Regions from separate parts of the Mus musculus genome. Here regions 2, 3, 4, 5 and 6 are each linked to region 1. Evidence: chromatin contacts called from public Hi-C data. All regions are on one chromosome and are shown on one strand. The core of a region is the stretch at or near the end of the contact, and the rest is flanking DNA. Distances in the headings are between cores, read along the strand shown. Region 1 has its middle 200 kb from the start of Gm32590. Region 2 overlaps Nrp1 (neuropilin 1). Region 3 overlaps Pard3 (par-3 family cell polarity regulator). Region 4 overlaps Pard3 (par-3 family cell polarity regulator). Region 5 has its middle 3.6 kb from the start of Gm32532. Region 6 has its middle 29 kb from the start of Gm32532.

Region 1 (3,000 bases), core at 241-2,740:
TTGATAAGCAGACATTCCTAATGGAGGACATGGGAGGACCACAGCACAGGATGCTCTGCTTTCTGTCTCTGGAGTCCATCAGGCACGTTGTCTAAATAATTAAGATGGAGCTGCTCTGGAAAGTAACACTGGGAAGACATGCTCTGCCTGACACTACCCCCAGAATGCACCTCAGCCATGATAAGGGCTCTTGCTTCTCTCCTGCTACTCATAATTGGCTCTGCTGTTGTGGCTCCATTGGAGGTGTTTATATTCAAGTGAAAGCATTTACCATTAAAGACAGGGACTCTGGTAGTCTACACTAGCCTAAAACCAGCTGTGTAGTCAAGAATAGCATTGGGTTTGTATTATTTCTGCCTCTATCTCCCAGATGAGCATAATGAGTATTGCTTGCGGCAGTACATTCACTGTACCTAAAATAATTCCAAATTTCAAGCTGTATTTGTGTGCTTATGTATGTATCTGTGGGTGCTTGTTCCTGTGTGTGGGTGATTTGAAGGCCAGAGGTTAGCCTTGTCTGCTACTGTTTAGGGGCTGAGACATGGTCTCCTTTTGACTTGGAGATCACCAAAGTAGGCCAGGCAGGCTGACCAGTGAGCCCCAGAGAAATAGAGTGGGATTAAAAGTGCACATGCCATACATGTCTTTGTTTTTCTGTGGGTTCTGGGAATTGAACTCAGTCATTTATGCTTATGAAGGAAATACTTTAGCAACTGAGCCAACCACCAGCCCCAATAACTGAGTATTTCTTTAAAACCCAGTAAAACTTCTTCATAATGTATAGTATATAGTCATAATATAGTATATAAATTGGTTATGCTTGCTCTCCTCAGGCTGGGTAGCTCACACAGAAGAGACCTAGTGTTAACTTAGTCCAGGGCATGGCCATTGTCTCTATCTTTGATGCCCACAGCACCTAGAATTCTGTCTCATCTTTTGTCTTCTTTACCCTCAACAGATGTTTTGTTGGTATCCTTATGTTAAAAGTAGAGGGAAAGAAAGGGGCCTTTGTAGCACACTAGTGACAGGAGATGGCATAGTCTGAATGCCACTTGAATGAGTCCTGGTGTGATGGATGAACTCCTAATGAGAACCACACAGCCTGTGGCTAGTGCTGGGGCTCTAGGCCCTCTTGGGTCACAAGCTGTCACTGTGCCCAAGTGCACTCTGCCCGGGTTGAGGGGTCACCATTCTGCTCTTTTAATGAGGAATCCTACTTTTCATGGTGTTTTATTGGTCTGGAGCTGGTGTTGACAACATATTATTTTTCAAGAGGTGACATTTTTTTCTGCTAGGCAGTGTCTTTGAGGCAGTGGGCATGACTGTGGCAATCACACAAATGTAAGTGATGTTGTAGTGTGTTGAACAAAGGTAGAGCTGGTGGAGGTTGTGTTTGTGTGATCTGGGGGTGGATGGGGCTCAGATGACTGTCAGCAGCCATTGGCTGAGCTTCACCCTCACCTCCCACACTTGCCTTCCCCATCCTCAGAGGTTTGTTTCAGACAAGTTGCCTGTGTCACTAGTTAGGGATGATGACTATGAAAGGACTTGAGCCCACACAGGGACATGCGTGACAAATTATCCTGACAAGAATGCCACTACGATATTAGCAGCTCGTTAAAAGAGCTGGGTGAAACTCATCTTGGCTTTGATCAATTTTCTGCTAGCATTTCAAGGCTTTGGACAAATTCCCCAGCCCCTCCCACCCTACCCCAGTTTTGTGTTGTTAAAGCTGTTCTTGGCAGAGCTTTCCAAGGGCTGTGAGAGTCTGCTGACATACTCACCAAATCCCACAGATGTACATGCCTGGTTTAGGAAGAAGAAATGGAATATGAACTGAGAATTTTTATTTGCACTTAAAATATAAACAATAAACTTGGATAATATAATCTGTGATGCTCACTCCAGCTATTAGATTCTAATGAGAGGGCATGAACAATGGTCTGGAAGGGAAGGCCCTGGGATCGGTTTTCTGGGCCTGAGAATCTTAAAGCAGGAATGACCTGTGGGAAATGGCCAGGCCAAACACATTGCTGATGACAACTCTAATAAGTAGACACAGGTGACAGGAAAGTCCAGACTTCCTGAATTCCTGGAGTTTGTTCCATTCCCTTCACCACTGCTATAGGGGACAGTGGGACACCAGGGTCTGAGTCTGCCAGAGGAAATGAACAGTAAAGACACATATATGTGTACATATGTGTACTGTTGTTTGTTGACATGGAGACAGGCAGGTCTCTGATTTTTAGGGTAAATTGACAGAATGCAGACAATAACTGTCACCATAGTCTTAGGGAGAATTTGTTCTCTGAGGACTCTTCTTAGAGACTGGGGAGGCTCACTCACTTCAGGATAATTTCTTTTTCTCAAATTCTACTGCTTACAGATGATATTGATCACTCCTAAAATCTTTCTAGTGCAAGGCTGAGCCTTTCATACTGCTGTATTCCTACTGGTTTAGAGATTTCAGATGGGCCTAAGACCATCAAGTTCTGCAATAAGGAAATTATGGCATGCCTTACATAAAGACTACATGATGTGTATCTGTTAAGTGATGATCATTGCCCTGCATGAGGTTCTCTCAGGCATGAATTCTGTTGCTGCTGGCATGAAGTTCTATATTCTGTGGGTGTTACATGTCTGTTTTGTATATGTAAATATTTTTAAATGGAAACAGAGAAAGACAGAATGAGGATAAGAATAAAAGAACTATGGAAACTTTAATATTGTACCTATGGAATTATCTAGACCATTGAGACCCAGTGAGAAGCCAGAACAATAATAAAGGAAGACTAGAAGCAAGAGAATATGTATTTGTATGAGTTTATGTAAATTCCCATAAGCATATGAAAAACAACTGGTTTTAAAGGTGGGAAGGGATTGCTAGTGACTGAACTCCATGTGTCTCAAGCACTAAGCATGAACTCTTCTACTGAGCCACACCCCCAGTGCCTTGTAACTAACTTAAAATCTAATGGTTAGAATCTAACGATTAAAATA
Region 2 (3,000 bases), core at 251-2,750, 490 kb after region 1:
TCTAAAGGCCTAGGAGAACAGCAAAGCTGTAAAAGCCACATGCTTTTGGTACCCAGTAAGCCCCAATGAACAGGGTTCCCTTCCTCATCAGTCATTGCTGAATGACATGTCCCAGCTACCCCCCTCCCCCCAGGGAATTGAGAGACATACTTTGTTTAATTACAGCACAGCTCTGATGTGGCCTGTGTTTGCAAACTAGAAGAAGGAAAGAAATCTCACAAGCCACAGCCTAACTATTTATTTTCATCACCATTCTGCAAAATCAAGAAGCGCAAAGTTTGTCTGTTGTGCCTGCCACAGAGTTGGCAGTTTTACAACAGCACTTACCACAAGACTGGCTCAGGAAACCAAGGTTTACACTGTGCCCGGGCTGAGAAACACCCTGGGAGCATCCCCCTTATCCTTTAGCTCAGAGGAAAACCCAAGGACTCTGTCCGCCCAACCGTGCGTGCGGGTTATCAAAGGCTGCCCTCTTTTGTTTTCTGTTAGTATTCTGTGACATTCTTCCCCACAGACTCACATGAAGGGAAGCAGTTGTATAAGCAACCAGAGGTTTTTTTTTTTTTTTTAAATACTTTAGAGTTAATCATTAGAGGAAGGTGAGAGGGTCAGCTTCCCAGATTCTTCCATTTCCTTTATTGAAGTTCACTCAGCCTTGGCCTCTGCAGTCATTTATTAATGGACCGTGTGGTGTGTATCGGTGTTTCCTCCACACTGACTGCCTCACAGAGGACTAGAAAGGACTTCCCTAATTAGCATGCTTCCTTAAAGGCCACTGTTACCATTGACCTAATTAAACTGTAAGACAAACTTCTTTGGAACTTTCCCCCAGTTTTCAGGAGTTCAGCTGACAAAACGCTTGCTCCCGCATCCCAAACCCCTCAGACGTTAGGCAAAGGAAATCCCCCAAATGCTGTGTTCCTGCTCATACCTGTTGTAATTTGACTTTAGTCACAGTGTCTGTCTGCAGATATTTTACTCTTCCCTGTCTGTTACCAGGAGGACGGCCCTGGTCTGCAAATGGGGCTTCTCTGTGGGGGTGAAGCTGTAGGACTATGACTCTCAATATACTGTCTTTGGCCCTCTATCAGAAGAGGATGAAGGGAGTATATGAAGTTGTGATGACGCCATGTACATTTTAGTTGCTCATCTAGTTTCTTTTCTTGCCAGAAGTGATTAGAAGCACCCTGAAGTAGTCTCTCTACTGCTTCGTTAGTCTCTCATCTCCTCTATTAAACGAGCATGGCTATCTTCAAAAAGCATGAAAGTGAGAGTCATGGTGACCACACCAGGAGAGGTTTTGATAACACATTTGCTTTCAACAGGACCTCTTGGTCATGCTTGTGAAGGTCTTATAAACAAGGGGCTGTCAGCCCAATCTTAGCATTCACCAAAGTCAGAGGGCAGGTGTACAGCGCATGAATCCATAAGATTTGTTACTACCACCATCTAGACAAAGACTGGTTCTAACAGCCTGGCTGATCATAGAGATAGACAATGTCTATATGGTTTCCTGTTTATTCCATTGTCTGAGTTATAAATCTGGTCTTCAGCTCCTCACTGGAGGGTCATGAACTGTTGACCTTTAAAAGCTATCTGTTCACTGCAACCTTCTGGTTAGGTCACTGCATGGGCCTCACAGAGATGGAATGTGCTTCCAGACAGAGGTCTAGCTCAAGGTGAGGCTGACCACACCTAAAACTTGATGCATTACAGGCCTCTCACACTTCACAGATGGCCTCAGACAGACCCTATGTCTTCATCAAAATTCTGTTTACCTGAGCAGTTACAAACTAAGCAAAATCTTAAGATTCTGTTTTAAGAACTGAGTGGGTATCTCAGTAAGTGTATGCAAGCACTTACCCCTGCTGTGCAAGCATGAATTCCTGAGTTCCATCATCAGAATCCACACAAAAGCAGAGTATATGGAGCATGCTCAGAGATAGAGACAGGCAGATCGCCATGGCTCACTGACTAGCAGGCTTGGCCTACATGGCAAGTTCCAGGCCCCAGTGAGAGCCAATCACAAAACACAAGATGGATGGTGCCTGAAGAATAACATTTGAAATTGACCTCTGACTTACACATAGATATACACACATACATGAACATGTGCATACACACACACACACATAGAGGAGAGAAATTTATCTTGAGGATTCTGATCAATACAAGAAACTCAGCAGGAATACAATATCCATATACTGCCTAGGTTGCTGTCATTAGAGGCATAAAAGGGTATTCATGCTTGGACAGACCCCTCTGTTTAATGCAGTTCTCTTTACAAAGGACTTTGACCCTCTGAGGGTCTTTCCACATCCTCACAGCAGCTCACAGTATGTTGGTGACTTATGATTGTGTGGGCTTCCATATCCCTCTTGCTTGGACTTTAGGACCAGCTGATAACCAAGCAGTGATCATACTAGATAGGAACCTCGACTTGAAAATTAAATCCTTGCTCACATCCTGTGCTTAATGACCCAACTGCAGGCAAGATCCTTTCAGCAGCACAGCTGGCATTTGCTCACAGAGGCCATAAATTTGTTTTAAGTTCAGAATATTGTTTCCTGCTATTTTTAAGAAGGGATTTAGTCCAATTATTACTATTGAATTTAATGAGAACTGTGCACAACTCCAGGGCCTGAGTAATAATTTAAAAGCTTAGCCATCAGGGTCCCTGCATCTTCATATCTTTCCTCTACTCAACTTTCTTCTCTTCTTTCTCTGTCTTTTTCTTCTTCTTTCCTGATCCTTATGCAGCTTTTTGGCTTTTTGTTTTTTGTTTGTTTTTGGTTTTATTTGTTTGTTTTTCCCTCTACAAATGTCTGTTGATACTTTGGATGATTGGTCACCTTCATATCCAAGGTGAATTGTCAGCACTGAATTCTACAATCCAGATCCCAGCCCCACTGAAATGCATTGATTTGTTTTTTTTTTAATTTTTTGGCCATTTCTAAAATGCTAAGTTCATATGCTTTACAATGTCATCAGAATGTTAGC
Region 3 (3,000 bases), core at 288-2,787, 470 kb before region 1:
TGCTTAAGATGGGAGGTCGTGCCAGCACTGTGTTATATCAGAAATTGCCACTAAAGAATAAAAGCACAACAGTTCCACCTGTAAACCTAGCATTTGGGAGCCTGAGGCAAGAGGACCCTGGGTTCAAGATCAGCCTGAGCTACATAAAGAGTTGAAAGCCCCTTTCTCACTCCAAGAATAGGAAAGACTTTAAAAAGTTGTTTTGTTGTTGTTGTTGTTGTTGTTGTTTAAGTGATTCTCAAATGATGATACTCTTTAACCAATTTTATACAATATTTAAACATCCTGATTTGAAGTACTCTGCTTAAAAGTGTCATGTCACAGATCTGGGATGAACTCCTGGTATGCTGTGTAACTCTGAAGAGTCTTTATTAGAACTAATTAGCTGACTAAATATGACTGAGGTCTCACCACATCTGTTAGAGCTAATATTTCTGGAATGAACATCCCACACCGTAGGCAGCTTTCTGTGGAGGACTCCACTACATTTCACACTGCACCTTAGGAGCATTCTGTAGATTCCCCTGTTAGTCCAGTTGGCACATCAGGAAATAACAATGGTTGATCATGTTATGTACAGGTCAAGTATGTTATGGGGGAGGGTGTGTGTGTGTGTGTGTGTGTGTGTGAGAGAGAGAGAGAGAGAGAGAGAGAGTTTGTCCATGTGATCATTCCACAACCACATCAAAAAGTCAGGCACAGTGGCACATCCTTCTATTCCTAGGCTTGCCTACTTAGTAAGTTCTAGGCCAGCAGGAAAGCTGAGTCTGGCCTCAGGCATCCACACACATTCACACATTCAGATACTCATGGAGATTAGAACTAGATAGCATAAGAGTTCAACAGTAGCATAAACATTGGATTAATTGTATGGAGCCCTTTTGACAGATGATTATTCATTAATTATAAATTGTGCTTTCTTTCAGAAAACATTGTTTAGCATATTTATTTGTGAAATGAGGCAGTCCGTTGCTCATGTTGATTTCACACTGAGAAACTGTGTTGGTTTATGTTAAGACAGTTAAGGACCGTTCTGATAGTGCAACGCCAGGAGTGAGGGCATTCACCAAATTAAGTGTCAGTAACACAGGGTGACATTCTAACCAGTATTGGTTCATTGGATTTGACTTCCTCTGAGGCAGGGAATCACATTTGCTGTATAAAGTCTATTTTCCAGTAACCATAAGCAGAAGTGTTCAGAAGCAATATGCAAGGGTAGTAAGTAAGTTAGAAGTGATCAGTTGTGAGTATTCTCATGCATTTATTTGTTTTCAGTGTGTTGTGTGTGCCAGGCAAGTGCTGTGTCTGTCAGAGTACCACACCCATTTTTAAGCAGGTAGATAGAAATGGTGATTGTGTGTGTGTGTGTGTGTACACCTCATTTTTCCATCAGGGAGATGGAGGGCCCAGGAAGCCACATGACTGGTATGGACCCCACAGAGCAGCCCCTGGGACCTGCAGTGTGGGGACTTGCTGTAGCAGAGGTGTCCCAGCCTCTGTTCCCCTTGGCTGCTCCGCAGGGGCAGCTGCCAAGTCTGGCTCCTCATCTCCTTTTCAAGAACAAACTCCATCTGCCAGAAAACATGACTGTTCAGCTCGAAGCATGTCAAAACTCACATTTTGCTGAGTGTGTCTTATTTTGGACAAGCAGCTTGCTTCAGAGCCGGAATTGAAAATTGCTTTCAATATGTAAAGGAGGGAGCATTCTGGAATCAGGGAGGTTATTTATGAAGCTTGGTGGGGGCAGGGGAAGCCTTGCATCATGTTTGGTGGAATGAGAAAGATAAAATTTTAATGTTGAAGGCACTTATATTTTACGTATATTCTGCCATCCCGGTCCCTCCCTGGTACACACACACACACACACACACACACACACACACACAGAGCTATCTCCAGGGCAGTCTCTGAGCCCAAGAATAATAATAGCGATGTCAGTTCAAATGTGAGGCATTGAAAACCTGGGAAGTATCGACTGCCTGCATCTGCAGTGAGAAACCAGACTGCAGCACCGCTCCAAGAAGCTCCTGAAAGGATGGTGAGGAGTTCTGTGAATATAAATCCAAGCTCAAGAGGATAGGTGGACATGGAGAAAATCTAATTAACACAACTGAAAGTCTCAGGAATGAACTGCCCATCACTAAAGAAATGAGTCTGGCAGGGAATGCATCCTCAGAGCAGAACTGATCAAATGCGCCCTCATTGTGGAGGGAGATGCACTTTTCAGATAATGTATTTTGGGAGGTATCATCTGCTTGAGTTCGTTCCTTCTTACAGCAGTTGGAAGTTTGGAGCCTTTTCCTGGCTGTTAACTGGCAGGGGAATCTTCCTATCCTGGCATTCCTTAAATAGATCTCTTTATGTATATATGTATTAAAAATCGCCTTGAAAATACCAAAGTGGGCAAGGAGGGGGAGAAAAACTACTGTTTGTTTCCTCATAGAACTGACATTTTTATTTGAAGAAAAAAAATCCATAAATTTACAATCTCCTTCTTTCTAGGTTTTTCAACATTTCTTGCAAATTGTATGTAAATGAATGCAAATAAGCAGTCCTCACTAGTGCTGCTTAGAAGTGTAAAATGCATAAAATTAAGATGCTGAGAGGAACTTGCATCTAATTAAGGTAGCATGTAAAGAAATGTTTAAATTCAAATTAGATGCTTCAGTGGGAAGAATTACTTGTTTAACTCAAAAAGATGTTTTGTGTGATCTAGGGAAGGCTTGCCCCGCCACTCAGAACTCCACACTAGGTACTGAATTCAACTAACTTAGATGTCAAAGCTGGGTTTAACCCTAGACTTCAGTCAATCTCAAGACAGACAAATAGCATACATTTTCTCTTATTTGTGGTTCTTGGATTTGATATTGAAACATAAAATTACATATATACATATATATACATATATATGTATAATTACATATATGTATGTGTATATATATACATATATATGTATAATTACATATATGTATGTGTATATATATATACATATATATGTAT
Region 4 (3,000 bases), core at 325-2,824, 410 kb before region 1:
TGCTTGGATTTCATGAGACCCATAAATGTACAGTTACTGCGTGGAAACAGTTGAGCAGTGGTCCTGGTGAGGTGGGAGCACTTTCATAGTTAGTCTTGCCTCCGATCATCCTCCCATTGATACATGTTGGGAGCAAAAATCCACAGTCAGTAAAGGGATAGTAATGTTAAGGGAACGGTAATGTTACAGGGACAGTAATGTTGGAAAATGCTCACTTTTCTGTCACTATGCTGGCATCTAGCATAGTGTTTATGCATGTATGTATCTGTGAATGTATGGATGTTCGATGTGTTTTGTGTGTGTGTGGTATGTGCATGCATATACGTGTGTGAATATGTGCATAGCATGCCTAGACAGTCAGTGTTGGTATGGAAGAGAAGGAACTGTAGGCTGGTAGCTAGTGCTAATATCCTGGAACAAGAGTCAGCTATATCTCTATTTTAAAAAGCCAGTAGGAATAGTGACCTGCATGCTTCAGAAGCAGGAGGGAACTTTTGAGACTGCACCAACAGCTACCTGATTCGAAACAGTACATTTACAGACCTGTTAACTTTCATGTTCTCAGACCAATCCAACCAAAACATTTGCCAGTCACCCCCTTAAAATGTCAGTTTTCACATTTGGTGAGGTGAGGGGAAACTGCCTTCTCTACCAATCTTTACAGCTGTTCTTACTACAAAGGGAAGCTCAGTGTTGTACAAAATGATGAAAGAATCATTGTTTAAGCAAGTGGTTTGCTCAAACACTACCTTAACTTGATTTTTCTACTTTTCTCATTATACTGTGAAAATCATATCTTGTGTGTGGCCTTGATGACATGTGAACAGGAAGCTGATGAAATAGCGATATGATACAGTCTTGCATATCAGCAAGGACATGCACATATTCACACATGTATTCACATGCACATACTACACACATGAACATCTGTACATTCATAGATACATATATGCATAAACATACAATCATGTATGCACAGAGATACCCACACAGGTGCATATATATTTATGGTTTGCAACTCGGCAGAGAAAACATGCTAGGTTGGCTTTGTACCCCCGAGCCACATCTCCAGCTTCGTTTAATTTTTGGTATGATTTTTAATTTGAGACAGAATCTCACTAAACTGCTCAGGCATGAAGAGAACTTTCGATCCTCCTGCCTCGGCTTCCCACACAGACATCAGAACCCTCAGTATATGCTACATTTGGCTTGTGAGGCTGAGTGTTGTTGCTGTTTGTTGGGGGGAGGTTAGTGTCATGCCACTTGATTAGGATGGTATTTATAGAAGATAATTATCTCTGTTTCATATGTAAAAGTCAAGGAAGAATGACGTGCTGTGGGCTAGGGAGCTGGAGGAACTGGTCTGGACCCTAATTGTTCTGATGACCAAAGCCACATCCTTCCAAACCTTTGCCACCAGCACCTAACCAGATTATAGAAAGGAAGTGAGACCTTGAAAAGAGGTCTCTCTCTCCAAACACAGTTCACTCTCTCAGAGCTCTGCCAGTATAGCCGCAGTGAGCCTAAGTCCTGAGAACAAATGGCCATTTCAGATGCCCAGATTCTGTTGTAAAAATCCACTTCCTGTTTGAGCAACATTCCACAGCTAGCTGCCCTTCCTCCCCCTGCCCCCCTCCCCCAACTGTGATTTATGGTTGCTTTTTCTTGAGGGTGTTCACGGTTGCCCCTTCTCTTTTAGCAATCGATCCACTCCTAGCAACCATGACCGGATACAGCGTCTACGGCAAGAGTTCCAGCAAGCCAAACAGGATGAGGATGTGGAAGACCGGCGCCGTACCTACAGCTTTGAGCAATCTTGGGTGAGTGTTTGGTCCCTCTGCCCAGCAAATAGGCTAACAGCTGCCCTGAAAGAGAGGCCCCTGAGCTATGACCTCAGTCCTTTATGAAATAAGACAAGATGGAGCCAAATCCCTCTGACCTTTAGCATTCTGACCTTTCCCTCATTTCCATCTGGGTTCCATCATTGCTAATCTCATTTTGTATCTTGTTCTACCATCTGTCTGCTGTGTAATAGGTTCAAAATAGCTGTATGATGAGACACCACCACAGAATGTCTGCTCTCTATCCACTGCATTTGCTATTAGGTTTACTCAATGCCTTTTCGTAGAGCAGAGCCAACGTAAGTTCAGCTCATGATCCTTTGTGTCTTTGAGACAGAAATTGGTAATTCTCTGTTCTCTAACCTCCCTTGGTACTTTTTGTTTTGTTCTGTTATGTTTTATTGAGACAGGGCCTCATATAGCCCAGGCTACCCCCATTTCCATCCCCCATCTATATAGTCAAGAATAACCTTGAACTCCTGATCCTCCTGCTTCTGTTTCCCATGGAAACAGAAACATGCATCATCATGCCTGTTAGCTGTGGTTGCTGGTCATCAAACCCAGGACTTCACGCATCCTGGGCAAGCACTCTCTACCAACTGAGCCACATCCCCAGTCCTGTCAAGTATTTGTCGAATTCCTGTTTGTCTGTTTTCACCTCTCTTCTCATCCATCCCATGTGCGGCCATTTCAGTGATCTCCACAGAACAAAACTGTGGCTGCTACTCCTGTGTCCTGCATCTGTGAAACTTGGTGGCACATCTGGGTAGAGAGATGGCAAAAGAGTAGGGGTTGTAGACAGGAAAGGTTTGTTTGGAAGGCTTTCTGGGGAGGGTGGGAATGAGTCAGTAAGAGCTGCTCACAGAGGCAAACACCCCTCTGGGCTTTAAAACTTCAAGCCCTGGTGGTAGGTCCACCCCCATTGACTGTCTGGAGGACTAAGAGAGAAGGAAACAAATTTTTAGAGAAACTCTGATTGAGATGGGAGAGACCAACAGGTAAAAGGCCAGGATGTGCTTCAGTCCTGATGAGAATTCTGGGGTCAGAGCTAGTTAGTCTGAGTAGGGGGACCTGTGCAGCTAGAAGTTGGGTCACCCCAGTAGCTCAAGAGTATGTAAGAATGGCCAGATGCCTAAGAACTATAGTGGGGCAGCTGTGC
Region 5 (3,000 bases), core at 356-2,855, 310 kb before region 1:
GGAGTATATGAGATGCTTTCTCAAATACACACACACACACACACACACACACACACACACACACACACACACAGACAGAGGATTTTATTCTTTACTGTTTTTGTTTATTTTCTGATTGAGACTTCCAGTATAGACCAGACTAACTCTTAACTCAAGATCTTTTGGCATTAGCCTCCTGAGTGCTAGGATAACAGTTATTGGTCTGACAAAATATACATAATTTTAACTTGAAGTGAATGATCATAATGACCTTTTTAAAATGTACTCACAGGGCCAGGAAACTAGGGAGGATTAGTGGGAAAATGCTCAATATTCAGGAATGAGGACCCAATTGCAGAGCCCCAGTGCCCAGATAAGAAGCTAGATAAGGTAGCAGGAGCCTGTATAGGCATGAGGACCTGAGTGCAGAGCTCCAGTGCCCAAGTAAGAAGCTAATTATGATAGCAAGGGAAGAAGCTAGATAAGATAGCAGCAGCCTGTAATTACAGTGTTGAGAAGTCAGACAGAGATCCTAGAGACTCCCTGGCAGCCAATCAGGTGAGCTCCAGGTTCAGTGAGAAACTTGTCTCAATAACTAAGGAAGGGATCAGTAGAGGAAGGAACACCTAAGGCTGACATTTGCTCTTCATATGCACATTTGGAGCATGCACACCCAACATATGCATACATACCCAGAGGCCTCCACTCACTTGTTCATCTGTAATGCTGGTGTGTCAAATGCTGTTCTTCCGGTTTACGGGCCACATGACTAATCTGGTTTTCCAGACTCCCCTCTTGTGATCATCAGAGGAAAAATGTCAGCATTGGAGAGACAGACAGAACGGCAAATTTTCAAAACTATGTGTAATAGATCTGAAAGAAATATGAGGCTGAAGAGAGGCTCAGTCAGTGGAGCACTTGCCTTTCAAACATGAGGACCAGAGTCTTATTCCCAGAATCCACCTGACAAAAGCCAGGCACAGCAGTGTTTGCCTGCCATCCCAGTCCTGGGAAGATGAAGACAAGCAGATCCCTCAGCCTTGCTCATCATCAGATTAGCACAACTTGTTAGCTCTAGGCCAGAGAGAGACCTTAAGTAAATTAAAAGGGTGTGATGCCCAAAGTTGACTTCTGATGCTCACATACATGTGCACACAAGTACACGTACACACACAAACATGTGCACATATGCACATATCACACAAAATAATCTCAGGTGAAAATTGGCAATAGCATGCTTCCATGTTTTCAATTCTACCCCTGGAGGAGTTCTTAGCTGACTTCTCATGGATCTAAGACAGGTCTATCTACCACTAAGCTGAGCCCTGGCCACACTACAAGCACATTCTATAGACAATCTGTCCCATTATTCTGGTTGACACTGACCAGCAGGAAAAATTTAAAACCTTCAGCTCTTTGCCAGGGAGATAATTATGAGATAAAGTGTTACAGTACCAACCAGAGGCTTTCCTTGGTGGAGGGGGGGTGCCTTGGGGATACAGCAGTATCCTATCCATTATTTCCAAATGGCTGCATCTACAAAGTTGGTAGGACCAGGGCAGGATTCAGAGGCCCAGGTACTGCACCACCCAAGAGATTAGAAAGTATGCATGCCTACAGAGGCCATTTAAGAGGACACGGGTGCCGGGCATGGTGGCGCACGCCTTTAATCCCAGCACTCGGGAGCCAGAGGCAGGCAGATTTCTGAGTTTGAGGCCAGCCTGGTCTACAAAGTGAGTTCCAGGACAGCCAGGGCTAAACAGAGAAACCCTGTCTCGAAAAGCCAAAAAAAAAAAAAAAAAAAAAAGGAGGACACGGGCACATAATATATGCTGAGCTTAAAGTAGAAGCTGCTGGATGGTGGACTTATCTCTGCATCTTCAGTTTTGGTTTGGATATTTTTAGAGAAAGGAAAAAAAGCCCACTTACAAAATATTTGACATTCTAAACTTCTCAGAGTGCTGGCGCCACTGTGGGGAAAGCAGCTAGCAGGCTGAACGACAGTAATGGACTCTTTAAAGTTCTGTCTGTGTGGCGATGCAGCTGTATTAATTAAGGCTCAGGCAGATTTATTGATGTCTGTGGGTCTGTGAATGTCTGTGTTCTGCTGAGTTGGATAAGTTAAAAAGTCATAAGAAAGTATTTGATGAACCTCACCAATTTTTTTTTCACGCCGTGTGTGTAATAAGTAGGCAGCAGTAAAGCCCAGAGACTTTCAAACATTTTTCCCCCTCCGTAGCATACTATTTCGGAATGTGATGAAAGTTTTCTTTTTCCCCTTTTGAGAAAGACTCTCCTATGCCACAAGCTGGCCTTGAACTCTCTGTGTAGCTGAGGATGACTTTGAATTTCTGGCCCTCCTACCTTCATCTCTGAGTGCTGGGGTTACAAATGTGCACCATCACACCTGGTGTGTGTAGTGCTGGAGAGGAACCCAGATCCCTGGGTGCTCAGTTTCTCTAGCCACCAAGCCTCAACCCTGTTCTCCTTCCTCCCACTTTACTCCTTTGCTCATTAATGCAGTTGGAGATTCCTGAAGAGGATATACCTTATGAAAGCAGAGGAGAGGGTGCAGGTGTCCAGATTGTTGAGGTGGGGTTGGGGGAGGAGTTCATGAAGAAAGCAAGCATGCCGTAAGCTCAGAGGACCTCACTGGTAAGGACAAGGCTTCCCCTTCCCCACAGCTTCTATAATGTACTTGCTGGCTGTATTAGTCAGGGTTCTCTAGAGTCACAGAACTTATGGGTAGTCTCTGTATAGTAAGGAAATTTGTTATGATGACTTATAGTCTGTAGTACAACTCCCCTACAATGGTCAGCTGTAAATGGAAGTCCAAGGATCTAGTAGTTGCTCAATCCCACAAGGCATGCAGGCAAAAAAGAGCAAATCTTCCTTCCGATGTCCTTTTGTAGGTCTCCAGCAGAAGGTATGGCCCAGATTAAAGGTGTGTACCCCCATGCCTAGATCTTGGACTTGCTTTTCCCAGATGACCTTGAACTTAGAGATCTTCTTGCCTTAGTC
Region 6 (3,000 bases), core at 221-2,720, 280 kb before region 1:
AAATCTAAAACATTTGTTTTCCTTTTGGATTCTGAGTTGAGGATACTTTGTTCTCTGTCTACTGTGTTGGGTCACACTAGGCATAATCGGGTAGAGAGCAGTTATCCTTCAGATGGGTTTTCCAAAATTGCTAATAGGTTTTAGGGAGTCTTACTGATGGCTCCTATTACACTAAGGACTTTGCTTTTGAAGCCAGCCATTTCTCTCGAAAGACAATGAGTTTATATAGAGTTTAACTGAGTCAACCTAGCCACAGCATTCAGGACTTTGTTATAATGGTTCAATTGCTATTGAAAGGAAATAACTTCTGCTCAATTGCCTGTGAATTGCAGCCCCTCTGATTAGCGAGGAGGTCAAAGAATCTGTCCTGGTCACTGATCTCTTAGTTCCTCTGTGAAGTTATAATTTGGGGGATGATTTTGCCCCTGGTTCACAGACACAGCTGATAAGATTACAAAGCTTCCTGAGTACTGGGATTAAAGGAGTGTGCTCCCATGCCTGACCAACATTTGAGTTAGAGACCAGCCTAATCTATAATGCAGCCAGAGATACAAGGCTGATAAGAATAGTAAACTTCCTTAGTACTGGGATTAAAGGTGTGTGTTACCATGCTGGCCAACATTGTGTTAGAATCTGGCCTAATCTATACAGCCAGGGATACATATAGAGGGAGAGGGGGAGGGGGAGGGGGGAGAGGGGAGGAGAGAGGAGAGAAAAGGAGAGGGAGAGGTGAGAGGGAGAGGGGAGAGGGAGAGGGAGAGGGAGAGGGAGAGGGGGAGAGAATCAAGAAGCATGCTGATCATCTTGTATGCTCTTAGTGGATTCATCACAGGAATGAGTTCTATTGCCTCATACAGATCAAGGTTTTTTGTTGTTGGTTTTTTTTTTTTAGATGCTTTATTTTTATTAATTCAAGAATGTGTTTTGCCTTTTCCTAAAGAAGTACGAGAGCACGTGTGTCTTACTATATTTGGTAGAATTTAATGCCTTATTACAACAGACTTTCAAACTAGACCATTCATATAATTTCATTTTGAACACTACATTTGACAGGACTGTTGAAGTTGAAGAAAGCTGTTGGATGTCAGAATGCTTGTTTGAGAAAACAAGCTGTGTGTGTTTACTCATCTTAGCCTGTGGAAAGCTTTCTGTGGAAGACCCAAATGGTCCACATTCTTAGAATGTGCCAGGCAGAAAGAAGAAGGGAGGGATTGAGACATCAAGGAACCTGCAGCAGCCTTTGTCCTTTTGGGGTCTCTTAGGTGATTTACAAACCGTGGAGCAACAAAGATAGTCTGTGTCTCGATCTCATTGTGGGTACCAGCTCAATTACTGTGCTCTGGGCCTAGTATGTATGGAATGTAACTTTAGGAGAGATCAGTCTAAACAAAGCCTCCCTAGATTCCCCAGGACAAGGGATGACAGCATCCTCTGGGCTGTCTTCGGGAGGCACTTTCTAAAGGAACTTTTGGTTCTGTCACTGGTTGTGAGGGTGACTCTGTCCAGTGATGAATCACTCCTGGCCACATTACAGATTATCCAGACATTCTGCCAAGCACAGTTGATTTTTTTTCCAGACGGCCACATTCTCTTTATCTCACCACTGATCATCCAGGCAGCAGTGTTCCTGTTTATCGGCCGTTCTGTACTGCCATCTAGAAAGACAGCCTTGCCCGGTGGATATTGATAGGATAACTTCAGAATGAGATAAACCATGATAAAGGCAGTCCGTCCTCCCAGTGTGATAAAGAGCGTCAGGATACATGATAATGTGTAATAAAAACCAATGGGGCTATTATTGAGAAAGGTCTGTAGTGTGCCCTACCCGCAGGGGTGGGGGCTGAGACAACAAGCTTAGTGCTTGGATCTGCTCTTTGAAATATGTGGGGCTTTTCATTTTTGAATCTAAGGGAAAAAGCCCTTTGAAGGTCATGTTTGAGCTAAAAGCTGTGCCTTTGCACACAATCTATTTAACAACTGCATATCTAATTTGGAAGCCCAGGTATCTCCGGAAGGTCGTTATTTCCTAACTCCTCTTTATCCTGCCCTCTGGTGTGGTGTTTGCTGGTGCCGATAAGGCAGCAAGAGCTACCTGACTAACATGATTTTTCTTCTTTCCTGTCCTTCTGGCTAGTCTGAAATGGTTATTGCCTCTGGACTCCAGTCAGCTGCTAAAGATAATGCAGCTTTCGGAGAAGTGCTGCAGGTCCAGGGATCGCCAGTTACTGGGTGTTTTGAGCATTATGCAAATGAGAAAGGGAAAGGAGATGAGGAGGAGGAGACTGGGACTAAAGTGAGTAGGGAGAGGGCTGTTTTTATAGCCAAACTCTGGGAGCTCACTTCTTGCTCTATTTCACAGCAGGCAATTAGTCTCTCTCTCTCTCTCTCTTTCTCTCTCTCTCTCTCTCTCTCTCTCTCTCTCACACACACACACACACACACACACACACACACACAACGGAATTTGGCTTGGCTGCAGTGCTCCTCTTATAGCTGGGCCTGGGGCCAAGGCAGAACTCTTGAGCTGACCTCATTATGGAAACATCATCTATGTGCTTAATGCTTAAGTTTTGGAATTTAAGAGAGAAAAACAGTAATACTAATATATTACATGTAATATTTATGGACAGTTCACTATGTGCCAGTGACATGGATCCTGCTGAGATCTGCAAGGTGATCTACAGTCTTCAAGGTCACATGATGTGACAAGAGGTGGGAACCAAGAATGTAGGATCTTGATGTCTTTGTCACAGTGATTTCTCTAATTCAGTAAGGCTTCTTGAACACGTCCAACAGGACTCACACAAAGAACCAGGCATCAGGTGGTTCATAAATAACAAGCATTTATTTCTCGTCATTCTGGAGGCTGAGATATCTCAGGTCACGACACTGCTGTGTTCTTCATTCAAATGCTTTAGTGTTTAGAAGTACTTAAGTTGTATGCGTGTTTCTCCTGAGTGCATGTATGCGTACCACATGATTCCTGGTAACTGTGGAGCT

What was found. A called contact is a pair of places that touch in the nucleus more often than the background predicts.
Region 2: a Hi-C map of the N1E-115 cell line shows a contact between it and region 1, with 5 times the contacts expected there. The contact joins two enhancer-like sites. A contact is called at or near these places in 3 of 484 Hi-C or Micro-C datasets (the N1E-115 cell line, cerebral cortex and uterus) and 1 of 115 datasets of contacts at active chromatin or transcription factors (embryonic stem cells).
Region 3: a Hi-C map of the N1E-115 cell line shows a contact between it and region 1, with 5 times the contacts expected there. The contact joins two enhancer-like sites. A contact is called at or near these places in 3 of 484 Hi-C or Micro-C datasets (the N1E-115 cell line, nephron progenitors and uterus).
Region 4: a contact with region 1 is called in a Hi-C map of the N1E-115 cell line, with 5 times the contacts expected there. The contact joins two enhancer-like sites. A contact is called at or near these places in 4 of 484 Hi-C or Micro-C datasets (the N1E-115 cell line, nephron progenitors and uterus) and 1 of 115 datasets of contacts at active chromatin or transcription factors (embryonic stem cells).
Region 5: a contact with region 1 is called in a Hi-C map of the N1E-115 cell line, with 8 times the contacts expected there. The contact joins two enhancer-like sites. A contact is called at or near these places in 1 of 484 Hi-C or Micro-C datasets (the N1E-115 cell line) and 1 of 115 datasets of contacts at active chromatin or transcription factors (embryonic stem cells).
Region 6: a contact with region 1 is called in a Hi-C map of the N1E-115 cell line, with 2.9 times the contacts expected there. The contact joins two enhancer-like sites. A contact is called at or near these places in 3 of 484 Hi-C or Micro-C datasets (the N1E-115 cell line and uterus).

Annotation. Positions count from the first base shown.
Region 1 is chr8:128,002,476-128,005,475 of GRCm38.p6, forward strand. No RefSeq gene overlaps it. Among named protein-coding and RNA genes, the nearest start is that of Gm32590, 200 kb to the left of the region's middle. Within about 2 kb of position 1,491, at least 27 of the 459 cell types and tissues checked have an H3K27ac peak or open chromatin away from gene starts, as enhancers often do. A contact at or near this core is called in the N1E-115 cell line, where this site is marked.
Region 2 is chr8:128,488,046-128,491,045 of GRCm38.p6, forward strand. All of the region lies in intron 12 of Nrp1 (neuropilin 1), which reads left to right. Gm32643 (a long non-coding RNA gene) reads right to left here. Exons shown (of 7, transcript XR_003947627.1): 1 at 328-3,000. Among named protein-coding and RNA genes, the nearest start is that of Gm32643, 3.4 kb to the right of the region's middle. Within about 2 kb of position 1,501, at least 62 of the 459 cell types and tissues checked have an H3K27ac peak or open chromatin away from gene starts, as enhancers often do. A contact at or near this core is called in the N1E-115 cell line, where this site is marked.
Region 3 is chr8:127,533,429-127,536,428 of GRCm38.p6, forward strand. The region is part of intron 22 of Pard3 (par-3 family cell polarity regulator); the gene reads left to right. Among named protein-coding and RNA genes, the nearest start is that of Gm51558, 60 kb to the left of the region's middle. Within about 2 kb of position 1,538, at least 21 of the 459 cell types and tissues checked have an H3K27ac peak or open chromatin away from gene starts, as enhancers often do. A contact at or near this core is called in the N1E-115 cell line, where this site is marked.
Region 4 is chr8:127,591,362-127,594,361 of GRCm38.p6, forward strand. It overlaps Pard3 (par-3 family cell polarity regulator), which reads left to right. Exons shown (of 25, transcript NM_001309391.1): 23 at 1,700-1,820. Among named protein-coding and RNA genes, the nearest start is that of Gm32478, 38 kb to the right of the region's middle. Within about 2 kb of position 1,575, at least 9 of the 459 cell types and tissues checked have an H3K27ac peak or open chromatin away from gene starts, as enhancers often do. A contact at or near this core is called in the N1E-115 cell line, where this site is marked.
Region 5 is chr8:127,692,861-127,695,860 of GRCm38.p6, forward strand. No RefSeq gene overlaps it. Among named protein-coding and RNA genes, the nearest start is that of Gm32532, 3.6 kb to the left of the region's middle. Within about 2 kb of position 1,606, at least 3 of the 459 cell types and tissues checked have an H3K27ac peak or open chromatin away from gene starts, as enhancers often do. A contact at or near this core is called in the N1E-115 cell line, where this site is marked.
Region 6 is chr8:127,718,586-127,721,585 of GRCm38.p6, forward strand. No RefSeq gene overlaps it. Among named protein-coding and RNA genes, the nearest start is that of Gm32532, 29 kb to the left of the region's middle. Within about 2 kb of position 1,471, at least 49 of the 459 cell types and tissues checked have an H3K27ac peak or open chromatin away from gene starts, as enhancers often do. A contact at or near this core is called in the N1E-115 cell line, where this site is marked.